Regions from separate parts of the Culex pipiens genome. Here region 2 is linked to region 1. The links are chromatin contacts, called in public Hi-C maps. All regions are on one chromosome and are shown on one strand. Each heading gives the region's core, a stretch centred on a gene start, on an enhancer-like site or on the middle of the called end of the contact. The rest is flanking DNA. Distances are from core to core; before and after follow the strand shown.

Region 1 (7,206 bases), core at 1,672-4,171:
TGAACTGTTCAGCTTGTTTTTATAGAGAGATACACCACCTCTCAACCTCGACTCGTACACTCAACCCATCCCATCCTCCCTTAAAGCCGTTTAGTTTGCTCTTTACCACCACCATCACCCAAACCAAGCCAAACTGAACTCTGTTTGAATCGAAAAGCAAAACGCCAAAACAGAAAAACGACAACGTTCGTTCGTTTGGACGTAACTGACAGTCGCTCGCGGACTGCCGAAGAGGACGAACCTGCTGGGCGGAGATCCCCGTCGGAAGTGGCCACCGGAACGTGCCGGCCATGTGATCGGTCGGTTCTTAAACCGAATGATCTCTCCGAGAGGCCAGCTCCCCGGCTAGAGATTTGTTGGGTTTGTTTTGCTCGCGTTTGGTTGTTTAATTTTTCTAATTGGGAGATTTGCAGATGTGAAGAAGGGACTAACGATGCATGGATGGGTGATATTTGGGGTATAGAAGTACAGGGTGGTTAAATCTTCGCGATTTTCGCGATTTTCGCGAATTTCGCGGATTTCGCGGAAATCTAAATTGCTCTCACCGAGCAGGATTTAGATAAATTTGCGTTCTTTCTTCTGGAAATACTATATTTAGACAAACATTTTCACTAGCCATCGAAATCTACGTTGTATTCTTGAAGATAGACCCACAGGAACATTCAACAGAAATCCGCGAAATCCGCGCCGCGAAAATCGCGAAATCCGCGAAGATTTTTAACCACCCTGGAAGTAACTGTCGTCCAACAAGTATGACTGAGATCAGATAGATTGCTAATGAGATTAATCGACAACAAAAATTAGTTTGAATAATAGGGTTAAATCCCTAACAGACACGATCCTTTTCCACCCTGCCCAATTCTAAATTCTGTTTTATTTTACCAAATCAAGTTTTCCGATGTTTGTTTCAAACTCATCGTCAATGTTAGAACCAGCGTGCCAGTATGACATAGGGGGGAAGGTGGGTATTCTGTCAAATTTTGAAAATGTTATACTAAACTATTCTAATCAAGTCGAAATGTATACAAAATATGGCGTCGTTGTATACAGATATGTATTGAAAAAATATTTAAATTTTAGTATTTTCAGAAAAAATGATTAAAATCTATTTTAAAGTCATAAAAATTGCAGTTCTAATAAACGGTATTTTGCTAAAACTTTAAAATTTTATACTAAACAATTCTAATCTAGGGAAATATTCTTCAAAATTTTGAGTCGTTTGATACCAACATTGCAAATTATGAAAATTTGAATACTTCAGCCAAACTAGCGTTTCCCAAAAACATAAATCAATATCAATTGCCATGAAAATCCAATATAAAGATGACATAATAACTCAAGTCAAGATGAGCTTTTCGATTACAGACGTAGAAATCAAATATCTTAACATAGCTCTCAAATTCCAAATAATTCATGCATATCTAATTCTGGATGATTCACTGTAGATTCACAATAGAAGTATCCAATTCAGAAATTAATGAAAAGATGAGTTACGTTAAAGTTTGAATAAATAACTATTTTATCATAAACGTTACAGCTTCTCTCCTTCACTCCATATTAGGCCACGTACGATATTTTTTTTTAAAGAATAGGCTTGCCAAAATAAACGCTACGATCTTCCCAGATCATAAGTAACTTTTCCTTTCTCCATCTGCGATTTTTTTAAGCCGTTGAGCTTGCCAACTCCAATTTCGTTCATTTTAATGAAAGCTCCAGAATTTTTCGTGAATAACTTCTTTGATTGTTTGTTGTCGCCAGATTACAGGTGCTTCGTTGTAGACGTAACAGCGTGCTACTCGCCTTCTCGTTTCCCAATCATAGACATAAGATTCAAATAATCTGATGGAGCTATTGATATTTTCGTGGAAACTGGTTGCTGACTGGAACAAGTGCTATAAAGTGAAGTCCGTATTAGAGGTGAACAAGTGGGGAACCGCTTTTTTTCTCGCTAAGTTTGAATTCCGAATTCTGAAAAGTTTTCCAATAAAGATGTTTTCTAATTGGAAAACGCAACAAAAGTCCAACGAGATTCTCGACGCGGCCACGTCGCCGCCACCATCCGGTCCGTTCTGGCCACACTGCCACGTAGTGGTGTTGGGAAGCGAAAAGTTTTGTCCTCGCTGGTGTGCGTGCCCCCGCCGTTCGCTGGTATAATATTATAAAGATATCGCTACGACGTCCAAACCGAACAGAACAACTCTGACCGCTTGCGACGAAGGAACGCCCTGTACGTGGCGACTGCGGGAACCGATTCCAACGCTGCCGCGCCGATCCGGAATGTTTTGCGAGGTTCTTCTACCTCTGCGATCGGGGATTGTTTTGAACGGGTTTTTTTTTTTCTCTCCGGGATCTTCGGAACACGGTTCCAGCTGGAACCGAGGGGGGAGGGCAGTTGGTGTGGTGGAAAAATACTCACTCGACAACAGAGGCCAGCTAAAACGACGACGGAGTTGACGCGAGTTTTTTCCTTCGCGGATTCAAGCGCGAAAATTTTCCTTCCCCCAAACGGACCGCACTCCGGGAATCTGCTACAGTTTTTTCCCCCACTGATATCCAATCAATCGTTCAACCCGTCGTAACGCCGGGGACGGTTCCAAGCTCAAGTTTTTCCTCTCGAAACAAAAATTTTCACCGAAAAATTGGCATTTTTTCCCGCGGCCAAAAATTCGAAATCTGCACTCCGCCGTAAAATCCGCCCGTGGCCGCCGGAAGTCCGTACTCCACCGTTCCGGCCGAGCCCGTCACTAGCACTCGCGATTCGCACCCGCTTTTCCCGCTAATACATCGCGCAAAACGGACTTTTCGACGAAAACTTTTCCCTGGCACAAATTCACGACGTCCGCCCGAGGTACGCCATTTGCATTTTCTCCTGGCGTTTTCTGCTCCGTGTTTGAAAAAAGCTGACCGAAGACTGAAGACTTGAAGTTGTGTGCGGCGCCCGCTGGCTGGCTGATGATTCGCTCTCGCTCTCTCACTCTCCCGCGCTGCGTGGACCGAGAAGAGAGAGGGCAAAAAGCGCGCATCAAAATAAACGCTTGTGTGTGGTGGTGAGATCGTTTGAAAAATAAATCGAATGACGTGCACGGTCATGAAAGATGACCAAAGATTGTGTTGTTATTACCCAAATTGCGTGTTCCAACACGGAAAGTTTCAGAATTTAAGTTTTCTGATCACTTTAGAAATAAAATAGAAAATGTGAATGCAAAAAAAAAAAAATTGAAAAGGCAACATTTTTTCGATGGACTAAATATGGTCCCCGAACGAGCTGTCAAGTAGGACCTTTTTTGTCAAGAAGGGCCGCGAAGATAATCTATAAAAATTGATTTAAAAATCCATTTTACATCCTTTGAGGTTATACAAACGGCCATTTTACTCAGAAAAATAAGCTTTATTGTTGTTAATAGTAATATCTCAAATTTAGGCTTAATTTTAGGACCCAATTTAAGTATTTAAGACTTTAAGAATTCAAGAATTTGAGAATTTAAGAATTAAAGAATCAAAGAACTTAAGAATTTAAGAATTTAAGAATTTAAGAATTTAAGAATTTAAGAATTAAAGAATTTAAGAATTTAAGAATTTAAGAATTTAAGGTGAAGCCGTTGATCATTTTCGAAGAAAATTGATCATCACTATAAAATATTCTGTATTAAATTCAATTTAACGAATTTCAGCACCAAAAAGAATCAGCATGTGCCGGGTGTTGAGTTCTTCAAGCCACTGAAAGAATTTTCGATCTAAATCAAATGCGTTTACAAATTTATATAATTTTGTGGTACAATCATTGACGTCCTAGTTGATTAATGACGATTTTCATAACTTTACAAGGAATGGAATAATAGTTACCAAAAGGAATTCGCATGTGTAGGGCACTATTCTAAACAACTTGTTGAAGGAATTTTGTCAACATATTGAAAGCGACGCAAAATTTATATATTTGAACGAAAAATCAAGACAATGAAGGAAGTCTTCACGTTAAGAATTTAAGAATTTAAGAATTTAAGAATTTAAGAATTTAAGAATTTAAGAATTTAAGAATTTAAGAATTTAAGAATTTAAGAATTTAAGAATTTAAGAATTTAAGAATTTAAGAATTTAAGAATTTAAGAATTTAAGAATTTAAGAATTTAAGAATTTAAGAATTTAAGAATTTAAGAATTTAAGAATTTAAGAATTTAAGAATTTAAGAATTTAAGAATTTAAGAATTTAAGAATTTAAGAATTTAAGAATTTAAGAATTTAAGAATTTAAGAATTTAAGAATTTAAGAATTTAAGAATTTAAGAATTTAAGAATTTAAGAATTTAAGAATTTAAGAATTTAAGAATTTAAGAATTTAAGAATTTAAGAATTTAAGAATTTAAGAATTTAAGAATTTAAGAATTTAAGAATTTAAGAATTTAAGAATTTAAGAATTTAATTTAAGAATTTAAGAATTTAAGAATTTAAGAATTTAAGAATTTAAGAATTTAAGAATTTAAGAATTTAAGAATTTAAGAATTTAAGAATTTAAGAATTTAAGAATTTAAGAATTTAAGAATTTAAGAATTTAAGAATTTAAGAATTTAAGAATTTAAGAATTTAAGAATTTAAGAATTTAAGAATTTAAGAATTTAAGAATTTAAGAATTTAAGAATTTAAGAATTTAAGAATTTAAGAATTTAAGAATTTAAGAATTTAAGAATTTAAGAATTTAAGAATTTAAGAATTTAAGAATTTAAGAATTTAAGAATTTAAGAATTTAAGAATTTAAGAATTTAAGAATTTAAGAATTTAAGAATTTAAGAATTTAAGAATTTAAGAATTTAAGAATTTAAGAATTTAAGAATTTAAGAATTTAAGAATTTAAGAATTTAAGAATTTAAGAATTTAAGAATTTAAGAATTTAAGAATTTAAGAATTTAAGAATTTAAGAATTTAAGAATTTAAGAATTTAAGAATTTAAGAATTTAAGAATTTAAGAATTTAAGAATTTAAGAATTTAAGAATTAAGAATTTAAGAATTTAAGAATTTAAGAATTTAAGAATTTAAGAATTTAAGAATTTAAGAATTTAAGAATTTAAGAATTTAAGAATTTAAGAATTTAAGAATTTAAGAATTTAAGAATTTAAGAATTTAAGAATTTAAGAATTTAAGAATTTAAGAATTTAAGAATTTAAGAATTTAAGAATTTAAGAATTTAAGAATTTAAGAATTTAAGAATTTAAGAATTTAAGAATTTAAGAATTTAAGAATTTAAGAATTTAAGAATTTAAGAATTTAAGAATTTAAGAATTTAAGAATTTAAGAATTTAAGAATTTAAGAATTTAAGAATTTAAGAATTTAAGAATTTAAGAATTTAAGAATTTAAGAATTTAAGAATTTAAGAATTTAAGAATTTAAGAATTTAAGAATTTAAGAATTTAAGAATTTAAGAATTTAAGAATTTAAGAATTTAAGAATTTAAGAATTTAAGAATTTAAGAATTTAAGAATTTAAGAATTTAAGAATTTAAGAATTTAAGAATTTAAGAATTTAAGAATTTAAGAATTTAAGAATTTAAGAATTTAAGAATTTAAGAATTTAAGAATTTAAGAATTTAAGAATTTAAGAATTTAAGAATTTAAGAATTTAAGAATTTAAGAATTTAAGAATTTAAGAATTTAAGAATTTAAGAATTTAAGAATTTAAGAATTTAAGAATTTAAGAATTTAAGAATTTAAGAATTTAAGAATTTAAGAATTTAAGAATTTAAGAATTTAAGAATTTAAGAATTTAAGAATTTAAGAATTTAAGAATTTAAGAATTTAAGAATTTAAGAATTTAAGAATTTAAGAATTTAAGATTTAAGAATTTAAGAATTTAAGAATTTAAGAATTTAAGAATTTAAGAATTTAAGAATTTAAGAATTTAAGAATTTAAGAATTTAAGAATTTAAGAATTTAAGAATTTAAGAATTTAAGAATTTAAGAATTTAAGAATTTAAGAATTTAAGAATTTAAGAATTTAAGAATTTAAGAATTTAAGAATTTAAGAATTTAAGAATTAAGAATTTAAGAATTTAAGAATTTAAGAATTTAAGAATTTAAGAATTTAAGAATTTAAGAATTTAAGAATTTAAGAATTTAAGAATTTAAGAATTTAAGAATTTAAGAATTTAAGAATTTAAGAATTTAAGAATTTAAGAATTTAAGAATTTAAGAATTTAAGAATTTAAGAATTTAAGAATTTAAGAATTTAAGAATTTAAGAATTTAAGAATTTAAGAATTTAAGAATTTAAGAATTTAAGAATTTAAGAATTTAAGAATTTAAGAATTTAAGAATTTAAGAATTTAAGAATTTAAGAATTTAAGAATTTAAGAATTTAAGAATTTAAGAATTTAAGAATTTAAGAATTTAAGAATTTAAGAATTTAAGAATTTAAGAATTTAAGAATTTAAGAATTTAAGAATTTAAGAATTTAAGAATTTAAGAATTTAAGAATTTAAGAATTTAAGAATTTAAGAATTTAAGAATTTAAGAATTTAAGAATTTAAGAATTTAAGAATTTAAGAATTTAAGAATTTAAGAATTTAAGAATTTAAGAATTTAAGAATTTAAGAATTTAAGAATTTAAGAATTTAAGAATTTAAGAATTTAAGAATTTAAGAATTTAAGAATTTAAGAATTTAAGAATTTAAGAATTTAAGAATTTAAGAATTTAAGAATTTAAGAATTTAAGAATTTAAGAATTTAAGAATTTAAGAATTTAAGAATTTAAGAATTTAAGAATTTAAGAATTTAAGAATTTAAGAATTTAAGAATTTAAGAATTTAAGAATTTAAGAATTTAAGAATTTAAGAATTTAAGAATTTAAGAATTTAAGAATTTAAGAATTTAAGAATTTAAGAATTTAAGAATTTAAGAATTTAAGAATTTAAGAATTTAAGAATTTAAGAATTTAAGAATTTAAGAATTTAAGAATTTAAGAATTTAAGAATTTAAGAATTTAAGAATTTAAGAATTTAAGAATTTAAGAATTTAAGAATTTAAGAATTTAAGAATTTAAGAATTTAAGAATTTAAGAATTTAAGAATTTAAGAATTTAAGAATTTAAGAATTTAAGAATTTAAGAATTTAAGAATTTAAGAATTTAAGATTTTTTAGAATTTAAGAATTTTTAGAATTTAAGAATTTAAGAATTTAAGAATTTAAGAATTTAAGAATTTAAGAATTTAAGAATTTAAGA
Region 2 (7,206 bases), core at 2,540-5,039, 200 kb before region 1:
CAGCGGGAGGAATTCCGCCGGGCGTTGTGGACGCCAATTTGCTCAACGATTTGAACAAAATGTCCATCCAGCCGGCCATCAGCGGACAATCGAATAATATCGCTGGCAATAGTGGAAATGGTGGTGGCAGCGGCGGCGGTCAGAACGGACCTAGCCCGCTGGACGAGTGTCTGCTCTGTTCGGACCAGAAGCGCGACACGGTGTTCAAGCCGTGCGGCCACGTCGTCTGCTGCGACAACTGCGGACCGCGCATCAAAAAGTGCTTGATCTGCCGGGAATCGGTTTCGGAGCGGGAAAAGATTGGCGAATGTCTCGTTTGTTCCGACCGGAAGGCCTCGGTGTTCTTCAAACCGTGCGGTCACATGGTGGCGTGCGATAACTGCGCCCAGATCATGAAGAAGTGCGTCCAGTGCAGGACGCAGATTGACCAGAAGGTCCCACTTTCGGTGTGCAGCGGTGGACCGGGCAACGTAATTACGGTTCAGCACCTGCGCGACGAAAAGAAGGAACCGACCTCGACGCAGAACCTGCTCCAGGGCATCAACAAGAGCGGACACGGCGTGGCCATGAACAACACGATGTCACCGAACGTTGGCGGGTTGAACGGAACGCCGACTTCGCTAACCACGACGAATAACATTGGGCCGGTGGCGGTGGCCGGTGGACCCGCTCCGAGCAATCTGAATCTGGTGGACGACGTGCAAAAGCTGCAGCAGCAACTTCAGGACATTAAGGAGCAGGTAGCTTGAACATCCGCCCTCAATTTTTGTTCAAAAACTAATCAAAATTCTTTTCCAGACAATGTGCCCGGTGTGCTTCGACCGCATCCGGAACATGGTGTTCCTGTGTGGCCACGGGACGTGCCAGATGTGCGGCGACCAGATCGACGGTTGTCCCATTTGTCGCAAGACGGTCGAGAAGCGAATCATTCTGTTTTAAAGCACGACGGCACAACACACGACTTCTCCAACAGCTGCTGCAATTTATTCACCCGCGATAATCAAAAGTATCGTTTAAGAGAGCTTACTTTTTTACACACGGACACAACTACAGTTTAGGTTTTTAAAAGTTGATTTAGCACTGTGCGACTAAGTTTTTAGCAAACTTTTTATCCAACACCCTCGTTTTATCTTAAATTCTGTTTTGTTTAATTATGTCTTGCATGTTTTCCCCCCTCTATTTTTTTCAAATCTTCCCACGTTGAATGTTTTAGTTGTTAAGCACACCTATCGCGCGACGAGAGATTGTGACAAGAAAAAAAACTCTAAATATACAAATTCAAAATTACAATACGTTTGCCTTCAATGTCAATCAATCAGAGAGAAAGAGAGAGATAAAAAAAAATCAAGTAGAACGATTTCCTTAGCAGAACAGAAGAATTATCAGAAACGTATATATTACTACTTAAATACATAAATAAAGAAAAATAGTTGGAATAATATCACAAACACAACACTCAAAACTCAAACAAATTAGGCTGGGCGTATATTTGGAAGCCAAGCAAAAATAATAACAATAAAAAATCGATTTTGACTCCGAGATTTCAAGCTAGTTGCACGCAAATGGTTAAAATAATTGACAAAATTAAACAAATTTGCTTTAAAATGTGCTGAAACAGTTGTGCATTACGGAATATATGAATATCAGAAAACAAGAAATCGAAACAATTGCTGGCATCAAGAATTGACTAAAATAAAGTATTTTTAAAAATCCTTTCACTATCTTTTTACAGTTTCAAATTTAAGACAAATAAATATCTAACAATATCATCAAATGATTAAATCTGTGGTTTTTTTTTCGTTAAATTTGATGACAATCAGTTCAATTTACAGGCTAGTACGGAGCTCGGAAGGAACGCAAAACTCCATTTTAAAAAACACAAGAAACGGTAAAAAATTTTTTTTTCCATAAATCCTCGGATAATGAAATCTTCAGAAATTTTAAGAAATTAAAAATTAAAGTAAATAAAAATTGAAAAATTAACGGTGCGCATCAACCAGAGATTTTGCACCAAGATTTTTGTTACAGACATTTTAGTATCCTCAATTTTTGATTCATTCCTGTACACAAATTTATTACAACATAATTTGAAATTTTTTACTATCGGATTGTTGCAGGATTGGGTCCGTAAGATTGATAATTTTGGGGTAAGAAGACGGCAACTTCCTTGGTTGCGGTTTACACTTAAATAAAATCAAAATTTAAAATTATTCACACTCAAAAATTAAAAAAAAAAATAAATCCAAAGATCTAAAATTCGAAAAAAATAAAATTGTAGCATTGAAAAGCTCATAAAATTAATATTAAGAAAAAAAAATATTGAAAAAAAAACCAATGAATCAATAAAGAATTCTAAAATGAAAATACAAAAATGTTAAGGCTTAAAAATTAAGTTAAAAATTATGAAATGAAAAAAAATTAATCTCTTGAATTAAAAAATCAATTACTAAAACTTAAATTCTTAAATTCTTGAATACTTAAATTCTTAAATTTATAAATTTTTAAACCTTCAAATTCTTAATTTTTTTAATTCTTAAATTCTTAAATTCTTAAATTCTTAAATTCTTAAATTCTTAAATTCTTAAATTCTTAAATTCTTAAATTCTTAAATTCTTAAATTCTCAAATTCTTAAATTCTTAAATTCTTAAATTCTTAAATTCTTAAATTCTTAAATTCTTAAATTCTTAAATTCTTAAATTCTTAAATTCTTAAATTCTTAAATTCTTAAATTCTTAAATTCTTAAATTCTTAAATTCTTAAATTCTTAAATTCTTAAATTCTTAAATTCTTAAATTCTTAAATTCTTAAATTCTTAAATTCTTAAATTCTTAAATTCTTAAATTCTTAAATTCTTAAATTCTTAAATTCTTAAATTCTTAAATTCTTAAATTCTTAAATTCTTAAATTCTTAAATTCTTAAATTCTTAAATTCTTAAATTCTTAAATTCTTAAATTCTTAAATTCTTAAATTCTTAAATTCTTAAATTATTAAATTCTTAAATTCTTAAATTCTTAAATTCTTAAATTCTTAAATTCTTAAATTCTTAAATTCTTAAATTCTTAAATTCTTAAATTCTTAAATTCTTAAATTCTTAAATTCTCAAATTCTTAAATTCTTAAATTCTTAAATTCTTAAATTCTTAAATTCTTAATTCTTAAATTCTTAAATTCTTAAATTCTTAAATTCTTAAATTCTTAAATTCTTAAATTCTTAAATTCTTAAATTCTTAAATTCTTAAATTCTTAAATTCTTAAATTCTTAAATTCTTAAATTCTTAAATTCTTAAATTCTTAAATTCTTAAATTCTTAAATTCTTAAATTCTTCAATTCATAAATTCTCAAATTCCTAAAATGAATTTTTAAAGTCCAAAACTTCCAAATTTTTTTTAAAATCCAATATTTGAAAAAAAAAATTAAAATTAAAAAAAATCAAGAGATATTTATAAAATAATTTTAATCTATAAAATTATAAAATAGAAAAAAAGTCAAAAATTATTTGTTTTACCAGGTTTTACTGTTTTTTTAAACTATTCAGAATTTTATTTAAAAAAATAAAACAATTAAATTTTTTTTAATTAGAAAACGATTGCCAGAGAAAGAAAAAGTCAAAATTAAAAAAAGGTTTGATGGACTTCAAAAAAACTCCAGCGTTCCTTCCAAGCTTCGTTGAACCGTTGGCGTCAATGTAAAAATTTGCATGAATCAGTGTAACGAGCCACTAAAATTAACCAAAAAGTTGAGCAATCTTCATCACACGTGCACTGGCTAAAATCACGCGTCGTGCGTTCATGACAGACGTCAGTTTAGAAAATTTCACCGCATGTAAATAAACAAAACCACGAGCGAAGTGGGTGCTGTTTTGTGCAAAAAGTTTAATATTTTCTCTGAAAAACAGCACTAAAAACAGTGAAAAATGTTTCATTTAGTTCGTTCAAACATTAGCAGGTTCGTATAATTAAATTACTTCTGAATGCACTTAAATTAACGTTGAAATCGCCTTCCCTCCTCAGATTACATAAGAGCTCCAGCACGGCCCGGCTGCTGGCCAACGCCAACTTCTGCTCCGACTCGTCCAAGGACGACGATGGCCAGCGTAAGCCAAAACAACCGAAAGATGACCAGAAACCCGCGGCCGCTCCTTCCGCCGCCCTGAGTCGCCTCAACGAGCTGCTCTCGATGATGAACACCGGCAACGAGGTCCAGCTCGTGAAGAAGGTTCAGCTGGCTCAACCTGCCGGCCAGAAGAAGGGAGGCAGCAAGAAGGCCAAGAAGGATTCCGATTCGGAGTCGGACTCGGACGATGAACGGCCAAAGGATTTGCTGAAGGCTACGAAGAAGGTCGCGAGTTCGCTGGGCGGAGATGCCAAGCAAACGGAGGCGGAACTGCTGGCCAAGTTGCTCGGAGGAAGCGGGGAGGGGTCCAGTCTGAGCGACGTCATCACCGGTATGCAGGTCGATCGGGAGGGCGCGGCAAAGGAGGAGGTCAAGCTTACCCGGAGCAACGTCGTGAGGAAGTCGATCGAGAAGAAGGCTTCGAAGGAACATCGGGGAGATTACGCGAGGGAACCTCGCGAGCGAAAACGAGCTCCGCTAACGGCACTTGTACCGCCTCCTACGGGAGCCAGCGTCAAGTTGTTCGACGGAGAACCGCTGGGCATCTTCACCGATCCGTCGCTGTTGCGCGAAAGTCCGGACGTCCTCAAGACCTGGAATGCCCTGCACGAGCGGGAACTCCGCCTCGCGGTCACCCACCCGCCGGCCAACCACTTCCAAAAGATGGCCCTCTGGACGGAGCAGGGCAAACTGTGGCGATTCCCCATCAACAACGAGCAGGGCTTGGACGAGGAGGCGAAGGTGTCCTTCACCGAGCACATCTTCCTCGAGGACCACCTGGAACCGTGGTGTCCGAAGCGGGGCCCCATCCGGCACTTTATGGAGCTTGTTTGTGTGGGGCTGTCGAAGAATTACTTTATCAGTGCGCACGAGAAGCGGGAGCACATTTTGTGGTTCCGGGATTACTTTGAGCAGAAGAAAGATTTGCTGAAGCAGGTTATCGTGCAGGAGGAGGCGAGCAGCGGAAGTGCGAAGCAGGTTGAGAAGTAGTAGCAGTTCGGGTGACGACTTTGTAATTAGTGGAATAAATTTGTTGAATGAATTTTCTGTGTTTGTGTTTTTTGTGGTGTTGGGTTTGATGACTGCATTTTTTTGAAGGATTCAATGTTGATTATGAAACTTCATCTCTGTTCGGGACGTAGGATTCAAGTACCGAGAGCGTCACGCCAAGTGCACGCGATTACGAACTTTCGATCTGTCGGCAGCTCCATTTAAACCGTCTTCTACGGACGACGACGACGATTCTTGATCGTTTGCATCGTTGATATGTGTAACATATTCGAAGACATCGTTAACTTCTTGATTTTGCTTGTGACTTCGACGTTCTCGGAGTGGCTGCTTTTTCTCTTTTTTGACGTTGCTCCACCATTGGCTCGTGGAGATTCGTGCGGAATTGTTGCTAATGGAGATTCTGGTGGAATTGCAAATTTTCGCAATTAGAGCGTCGACGAGGCTTGATCTTTCTTTTTCTATCTCGCGCAATTTTGCCTGTATTTGGCGTGTTAGATCCATCATTTGCTATTGTTTGAAATTGTATTTTAAATTGCTTTACCAGCCGGCTGGTACTAGCCCCCTTTAGCATTAGCATTATGATCTTTAACCTTGTGTCAGGTTCTGTTCGATCAGCTGGAAAAATAACGATCACAGTTTTCGAAATTGCAATTTAGCGTCGGATTTTAATCCGATATTGCTGCATTTGGTTCTAGTTATCATCAAAAACTCCATAACAAACTTCACACTGTTGAATTTTTCTGTCTTAATGCTAAAACTGTAGCTTTCAGGACCGGCTGACGCAGCAGCAGCTGGGAGTTATGTAAATCATTGAAAAATAAAAGCAATGAGAGCGGATAAAATCTGGGAGCAATAGTTACAAATTTTCCACCTCTTGCGAAATTTGCAATTCCGCCCAAATCTCCATTAGCCGCAATTCCGTCCAAATCTCCACCAGGCGATGGTGGAGCGACGTCAAAAAAAGAGAAAAAGCAGCCACTCCGAAGACGTCGAAATTGATGCACCATATTCTTGATTTACACAACGAAATGGGGGTGTTTAAATCTCGAATCGCTAAAAAAAGAAAATCCGTGACTTAAATTGAGAATATGACCTAAATTAAGAATCTTTGGGATTTCGTAATTTGTCGGAACTTTTTCAAAATGTATCAATTGTATTTTGTTTAGTTATGTTATAAAAACATTTTAGCACGGTTTTGGAACACCTGGGATGTTCTAGTCCATCCGAAACATCCGGAAATTTTGTGCAGCAGGCTAACCAAAGAAACAAGTTGAAACTTCAAAATTTTGACAACGGATCCTACCCAGACTGCTTCAGTGAGTGCGGTAGGCTACAGTGCATTGTTGTAACAACTTATTGGGATGATCTGGGTCATCCAAGATCTGTGGGTCTACCGCCGTAACAAGCCAGAGGTCGACGGATTTTGACCACGGAACATATCCGTATAGCTACAGTGAGTATGGTAGACTACTTTGCTGATATTTTAGGATGTCCTGGGTCATCCAAGGACTCTCTGCAGTTAAGATCTGTGGGTCTACCGCCGTAACAAGCCAGAGGTCGACGGATTTTGACCCTGGAATATACCCGCATAGCTTCAGTGAGTATGGTAGACTACTTTGCTGATCTGTTGGGCTGTCTTGGGTCATCCAAGGACTCCCTGGAGTAGTCTACCATACTCACTGAAGCTATGCGGATATGTTCCGTCGACCTCTGGCTTGTTACGGCGGTAGACCCACAGATCTTAACTCCAGGGAGTCCTTGGATGACCCAGATCATCCCAATAAGTTGTTAGAACAATGTACTGTAGCCCACACTCACTGAAGTAGTCTGAGTAGGATCCGTCTTCAACATTTTGAAGTTTCGACTTGATTCTTTGGTAAGCCTGTTGCATAAAATTTCCGGAAGTTTCGGATGGACTAAAACATCCTTGGTGTTCCAAAACCATGCTTAAATGTTTTTATAACATAACTAAATAAAATACAATTGATACATTTTGAAAATTCTCCGACAAATTACGAATCCCAATGATTCTTAATTTAAGTCATATTCTCAATTTAAGTCATAGACATTCTCATTTTAA

The links. Hi-C and Micro-C count contacts between places; a contact is called where the count stands out from the background.
Region 2: a Hi-C map of whole body shows a contact between it and region 1, with 8 times the contacts expected there. The contact joins the promoter of LOC120428653 here to the promoter of LOC120416825 in region 1. A contact is called at or near these places in 2 of 3 Hi-C or Micro-C datasets (embryo and whole body).

What each region holds. Positions count from the first base shown.
Region 1 is chr2:214,387,125-214,394,330 of TS_CPP_V2, reverse strand. It overlaps LOC120416825 (mRNA (2'-O-methyladenosine-N(6)-)-methyltransferase), which reads right to left and starts at 2,921. Exons shown (of 5, transcript XM_039578711.2): 1 at 2,417-2,921.
Region 2 is chr2:214,589,880-214,597,085 of TS_CPP_V2, reverse strand. LOC120428653 (28S ribosomal protein S31, mitochondrial) reads left to right here and starts at 3,789. Exons shown (of 2, transcript XM_039593700.2): 1 at 3,789-3,947; 2 at 4,013-5,157. The coding sequence starts at 3,916. The coding sequence ends at 5,105. It overlaps LOC120428644 (E3 ubiquitin-protein ligase mind-bomb), which reads left to right. Exons shown (of 4, transcript XM_039593684.2): 3 at 1-740; 4 at 799-1,637. The coding sequence ends at 939.